Linked DNA regions of Mus musculus: region 1 is linked to region 2. The links are chromatin contacts, called in public promoter capture Hi-C maps. All regions are on one chromosome and are shown on one strand. Each heading gives the region's core, a stretch centred on a gene start, on an enhancer-like site or on the middle of the called end of the contact. The rest is flanking DNA. Distances are from core to core; before and after follow the strand shown.

The links. Promoter capture Hi-C pulls out the DNA fragments that hold promoters and counts their contacts.
Region 1: a promoter capture Hi-C map of liver shows a contact between it and region 2, with 2.5 times the contacts expected there. The contact joins two enhancer-like sites. A contact is called at or near these places in 5 of 39 promoter capture datasets (cranial neural crest, embryonic stem cells, liver and 1 more), 2 of 484 Hi-C or Micro-C datasets (liver and nephron progenitors), 2 of 115 datasets of contacts at active chromatin or transcription factors (bone marrow-derived macrophages and embryonic stem cells) and 3 of 9 other capture datasets (adipose tissue, liver and pancreatic islet).

What each region holds. Positions count from the first base shown.
Region 1 is chr5:34,415,745-34,418,826 of GRCm38.p6, reverse strand. The region is part of intron 2 of Fam193a (family with sequence homology 193, member A); the gene reads right to left. Among named protein-coding and RNA genes, the nearest start is that of Fam193a, 47 kb to the right of the region's middle. Within about 2 kb of position 1,351, at least 4 of the 459 cell types and tissues checked have an H3K27ac peak or open chromatin away from gene starts, as enhancers often do. A contact at or near this core is called in liver, where this site is marked.
Region 2 is chr5:34,350,946-34,353,734 of GRCm38.p6, reverse strand. It overlaps Rnf4 (ring finger protein 4), which reads right to left. Exons shown (of 8, transcript NM_011278.5): 8 at 290-2,504. The coding sequence ends at 2,355. Among named protein-coding and RNA genes, the nearest start is that of Rnf4, 16 kb to the right of the region's middle. Within about 2 kb of position 1,269, at least 2 of the 459 cell types and tissues checked have an H3K27ac peak or open chromatin away from gene starts, as enhancers often do. A contact at or near this core is called in liver, where this site is marked.

The DNA.
Region 1 (3,082 bases), core at 102-2,601, 65 kb before region 2:
AGGAAATAAGTACCTAGTGTTGGTCAGACATCAAGCCTACAAGTATTCCTGCTATTGTGACTCAGCTACATGTAACCTAGAGCAAGTACCTTTTAGCCAAAAAAAGCCAGTCAGCTTGACAACAACCTAGACCCTAAATGCCTCCTTCCTGAGCCTCCTCCTCCACTCTGGAATAGAGAAGTATAAGGACATGAGACATAGCCTCTACTACTGTTATTCCTATCCTCTCTTCTACAGATGATTGCCATCACTCTTGCCCAGAGATAAGCGGGCAAAGCTTTTTCTGGTGATAATCACCAGATTTTCTCAACAGCAGCAGATCAGTCAACTAATGTACAAGACTGACTATTCTCTCCCAGCTCATGCCCACATCCATGCTCACCTCAAACTAGCACATTCCCAACCTGCCACTCAGTGTAACCTGTCACCTCTCACCTGGGGACTGCTAGGCTCTCTACTGGCTTCCACTTGCCCTTATCCACTCTCAAATAGCAACCAGAGAGAGTTCATGGGCTCCCCTGCCTAAAATCTTCTGTTCATTTCTGTATCACTTTGGAATACATTCCTTGCTTCTTATCAAAGCCTTCCAACTTGTCTGGGACAAAGTTCTGCTTCTGTGTCACTCACTGTACTTGTTCTTCTGTCTATAGTGCTCATCCGCTAACCTTAGTGTGCCTTCTGCCTGGTTATGTTCTGCCCAAATTGGACACCATTTTTCAAAATAGGACGATTATTTTCTCTTCACTAGGCAATGTGAAATTTGCAATGACCAGCTTCCTGGCCTCTACAAAGATGGATGGTAAGCTTCCATCAGCATAGATTACTGCTTCTGCCACCCTATTTTACCCACAACGACAGATTGTACCTTCAAGCTGTAGACCCAAATAAACCTCTGACCTCAAGCTGTTTCCATCAGGTACTTTATTAGAGCGTTGAAGCAGGATCATTTATATGATAAATCTGACTCTGATTTATAGGTTCAGAGCTAGTTTGTGGAAGGAATGTGGAAGAGTTTGGAGGTTTGGGCTAGATAAGCCTTCAAATGCATTCTCATGCCATTTAGACATTCAAACTGCCAACAAAAGGAGAACAACAAAGACCAAAAGGAACAAGTGAGATAAGCAGAACCTACTTTTTCTTGGGACAATGTCAGGTTTAAGTGATGCTAAAAAACAAAACAAAAAAAACCCAAAAAACCCCACTATTAGTGTCTCTCAGTCAATCTTGAAGGTAAGAATGTAAGCTCTTAGCTACTGTTCCAGCACCCTGCTTTCCTGCCTGCCGCCATGCTCATCATGAACTAACACTCTGAAACTGCTATGTCAAGAGCAAAACAAATTCTGAAACAGCAAAACTGCACCTTGGCAAGAAAAGACCAAAACCAAGCCATCAGCTGACCTAATGCCTCATGAGTAAAGGTCAAGATTATCATTTTCTACCAGTTGAGAAAGTTCTTTCCCTTTCAGAATCAGGTAACTTCCACATGTAACTTCAGGGTAAATTTAAATATTTAATTTACACAATAAATGAAAAGACAAAAGAGATTTATGTGTCCCTCCCTCTATTCTAAACCACATATAGCATTCTCAAAGTGACTGATTGATTAATAGATAGATAGACAGACAGACAGACAGACAGAACTTTAGGGTTCACATTAAAGATTATGAGTTCTGACAAAAGGGAAAATGGCTTAATCAGTAAAGTGCTTGCTATATAAGCCTCAGATCCTGAGTTCTATCGCACACGTCCAATGCTCCCACAACATAAAAAGCCAAGAGCAGTGATACATGCTGGTAATCCTACTGCTGGAGATGCAGAGACAGCGTGCGCTGGGGTGCACTGATCAATCAATCAATCAATCAATCAATCTAGCCAAATGAGTGAGCTTCAGATTCTATGAGAGGCCCTGAGGTTTTGAGTAAATTATTATGTGAAATATTCAGAACAACACTGCCATAGAGCATACATTAAAAAAAAGTTCTCAAAAAATAAGGTGGAAAGCAACTAGAAAAGACCAACAATGTCAATCTATGACCTCCACATGCGTGGATGTGTGTATACACACAAAAAAGTCTAAGGAAAACCCTCATAGTAATCATAACCTTAATTTGTGCCTACCTCTTTAGTCTCTGTCCCTTTTATTTTACCATTTTTATACTTTTACCACAGTATGAGGTATAAAATTCAAAAGTATTTTTAAGCTTACTCCAACAGTGTTCACTACTGTACTTCAGGTTTTTTTTCCCACTAACTTACCCTTTATTGTTTCTTTCCTATATATACAATGCCAAAAAGCCAATGTATGTCCACTCTCTGGTATAGATACTTCAAATATTTTAGTAAAGGTATCCAATCATTACAAACAACATAAAAACAGAGCACACAGTGGTTAAAGGCACAGGCTCTGAAACCAAAATATGGTGGTTTGGAACCTGACGATGCCTCGTCTGTTTGATCTGTTTGGCCTAATTTTTTCAAACAGCACTGGCTGAGGCTGTGCTTTCAGACCGTACAGACAACCAGTCAGCTACAATGCATTCATTTTTCTCAAGACATTTTTGGAGTGTTTAAAACAGCTAGTGCTGGTGTAAGGCTAGTCCAGCTATCTGGCTGACAATCCTTTTGCTCAAGGTAGGTAGGGCAGTATGGAAGAGTCCAGCAGCTGAGTGTAGGAAGTCAAACATGTTCAAGTTTGCTTACAGTCTGAGAGTGATGGCATATGCCTTTAATTCAGCACTCAAGAGACAGAGAAAGGGGGATCTCAGAGTTAAGGGGCCAGCCTGTTCTATATAATGAGTTCCAAGATAGCCAGAACTAGAACTACATAGAAAGACCCTGTCTCAAACAGACACGCACACACACACACGAAGGTTGCTTACAAATACAATTTTATTTTATTATTCATGTATTTATTTTATTATTTTGAGATGGAATTTTACTATGCAACTGTGGTTGGCTTAGAACTACTATTTAGACCAGGATGGCCTTAAACTCAGAGTGCTGTCTGCTTCTTCCTCTCAAGCACTGGGTTTAAAGACATGCGCCATCATACCAAGCTACAAATACAGTTTTAAAGAATTTA
Region 2 (2,789 bases), core at 20-2,519:
CACACAGTACACATACACACACGCTGGCAAAATACTCATACACATGAAACAACTGCAATCTTGGTCAAGCTTGTTCCTAATATCTCTGGAACTTTCATTTCCAGCCAGCAACACTTCTCAGAGTAAACTATTCTAGTTTTTCTTGTTACTGGACATTGCCAGGCCTGAGATGTGGTTCTATGCTACCATTTGGATGAGCTGAAATTCTCCAACCCACACACAGTACAAGTCACACTGAATGAACAGCACACACCTTAGCTAAAAGGTTCCAAAGAATAACTGAATAAATGAAAGATACTTAGTTCAAATTGTTTTATTTCCATCTTTAATACTAGTCCAAAACAGACTGATACCCATGAGCATAGTTTAAATGTAACAAAGAAAAGAGTTAAACTATATACATTAAGTAAAAAGGAAAGAAAATCTTTTCTATACCAATCTTTCCCTATTAATGCAGTGTCTGATTAGAAGAACACATCTTTTTCTCAATTTAATTTAGGATAAAGTAATAGAACTTTTATGATCAACTTCATACACCGTCCTTGAGGAGAAAACAAATTTTTAAGTGGGTGTTACCACATTTACTGGTGAACTGGCTGCATGGTTGCCTTGTCTCTTTGAAGTCTGGCTTTCATTAGACTAACAAGACCAAGTCCATGAGGCCCACAAAGAAATCAATGGCTGTGACATCCAAGGGGGAGAGGAGAGCACACACATCACAATGATGAGAGCTAATGCTCTTACCCTCTGAGTCCATGTAGAAAAAAAAAACCTATTACTCTCATTCAAACTAACTGAAGTCAAACAGCTAGAAAGTCAGAATGAAGAATAAAACTATTTTCTTTTCACATAGAGGAGGGCCACTCCTTCAGCTCCATTTAAAGTGAATTCTGTGCTGAGTCCCTGCTCCTTCAGAACATTACACTGAAAGTCAGTTATTGCTAGCAAAGCTCCAGTGGTCCCTTTCCCACCTCAAAGATGTTTCACACAAAAAGGCTATTGGTTTGGCTTGAAGCCCTCTGAGGAAGTAGTGTGGAGGTGGAGGCAGGCTGGCATTCAAGGCCTATCCTCTACAAGCCGCCCTGTGCCTGGTGTCCCCAGGGGCAATTTTCCACCTGTCTCCGTGAGCACCAGAGTCTCCCACACATATACGGTGGAGCAGACATTGTTATGTGGTCCCACTGGAAGAGGCACCATGCTTTGCTGACCAAAACCCACTGAGCAGTCAAAAGTCCAGAGGATCAAAGCTCAACTGGCTAGAAGAGCAAGCAGCTTTGGAAATACCTATCTATTCAAGGGGTGTGGGAAAAGCTAGGGCAGTGGAGGTTGAGTAGGGCAACACCTCTGACAAATGGGCAACGGTGACTTGGGCAAAAGCATGTAAGTGAACAGCTGATAAGGCCATTGCTACTGCTACCACCTCCTATTATACTATGCTTGAGCAGACATTAGGCAGTGGGAACTGAAAAACTGAGGGTTGGAGGGCACTGTAGACAACACAGGACCCATCTTAGCATTAAAGAGAGGACACTCAAACACTTGTCCTATTAGCCTTCAATGTTCTGTGCCAGTAAAAGAACTTTGGAGCATGGGTAGGGTTCCTGAGAACAGCTGGTGAACAGACATGGGGTGGGATGAGCACTGCTCCCATAGGCGACACTGGGCTGAGGATACCAGCAGTGCTACAGCTTCCAGATTGCTGAAGAGCAGGTGAAGAACGGGTTTTATTGCACTTTCTCATTCTTAGGGAACAGGATCGTCCTGCAGAGTCACTGGATTTGCAGAAAACACTGCACACCAATGATGAGTTTCAGGCGGAATCATAGGTCACCTCTGCTCTCGTGGGAAGGAAACTAAAAGTCCACCTTTTCGTGGCTTTTCGTGGGCAGCTCATGCACTGGTATCCTTGGGCTATTTGGGCTGTCTGGCCAGGTCACTGTCTGGCAGGCAGAACAGCTAACTGACAGGTGCCTTGGGAAGGTTCTGCACACACAAGAGCTGGGGCAAACTTTCCCAACAGGGAAACTACTTGGCCAACATGTAAGCTCCATAAAGAGGCTGGAGCCATGATGCTCAACCCCAATATGCCCGACTCCTTTTTTCCCTACTCTGGGCTCAGACCACCCAAAGGGGCAGTGATGCTGAGCTGATCTAGGAGGATCCCTGGACCGTGCTCCATAGCATCAAACGAGATAACAAAAGGATCTAAGGGGTTGGAAAACAAAAGACCAGTTTACATCAGACATTGATTTTTGAAAGTCTTTTTGAGCTCAGGAAACTGGAGGCAGATACCATGCAGAAAAGGCCAGCCTGGCTGTCTGTCCATTGGTCTATCCTGAGCAGTTGTGAACATTTCATATATAAATGGGGTGGTACCGCTTATGGTTGATCTTTTTCCTACAAGTTGGGCAAGTGTTAGCATTCTTAAGGGAATCACGGAGGCACTGGCTACAGAAGACGTGGCCACATTCTGTAGAAACAATGAGACGCCCATTCTGCACAATCTAGAAGACATTAAAAGAACAGCCTTAAAGTATCCCTTTTTCTACAAAGACCCGAACCCACCCATCACCAAAGAGACAAGTGAAACAAAGAAGGGCCTGGGTTGTATCAGAAAAAGCAGTACACTCAAGAGTTTTGAACGCTGTCTGTGTGACAGGTGACAGACAGGACTTCCCCAGGTGCAGCAGTACAAAGTGGCTATGGGGAACCTCAGAAAAAAATCAGCAGCTTCTAGATAGGGCTGGGTTGGAAAACATCGATTTGCACAAGGGTTAAAGATAAAATGT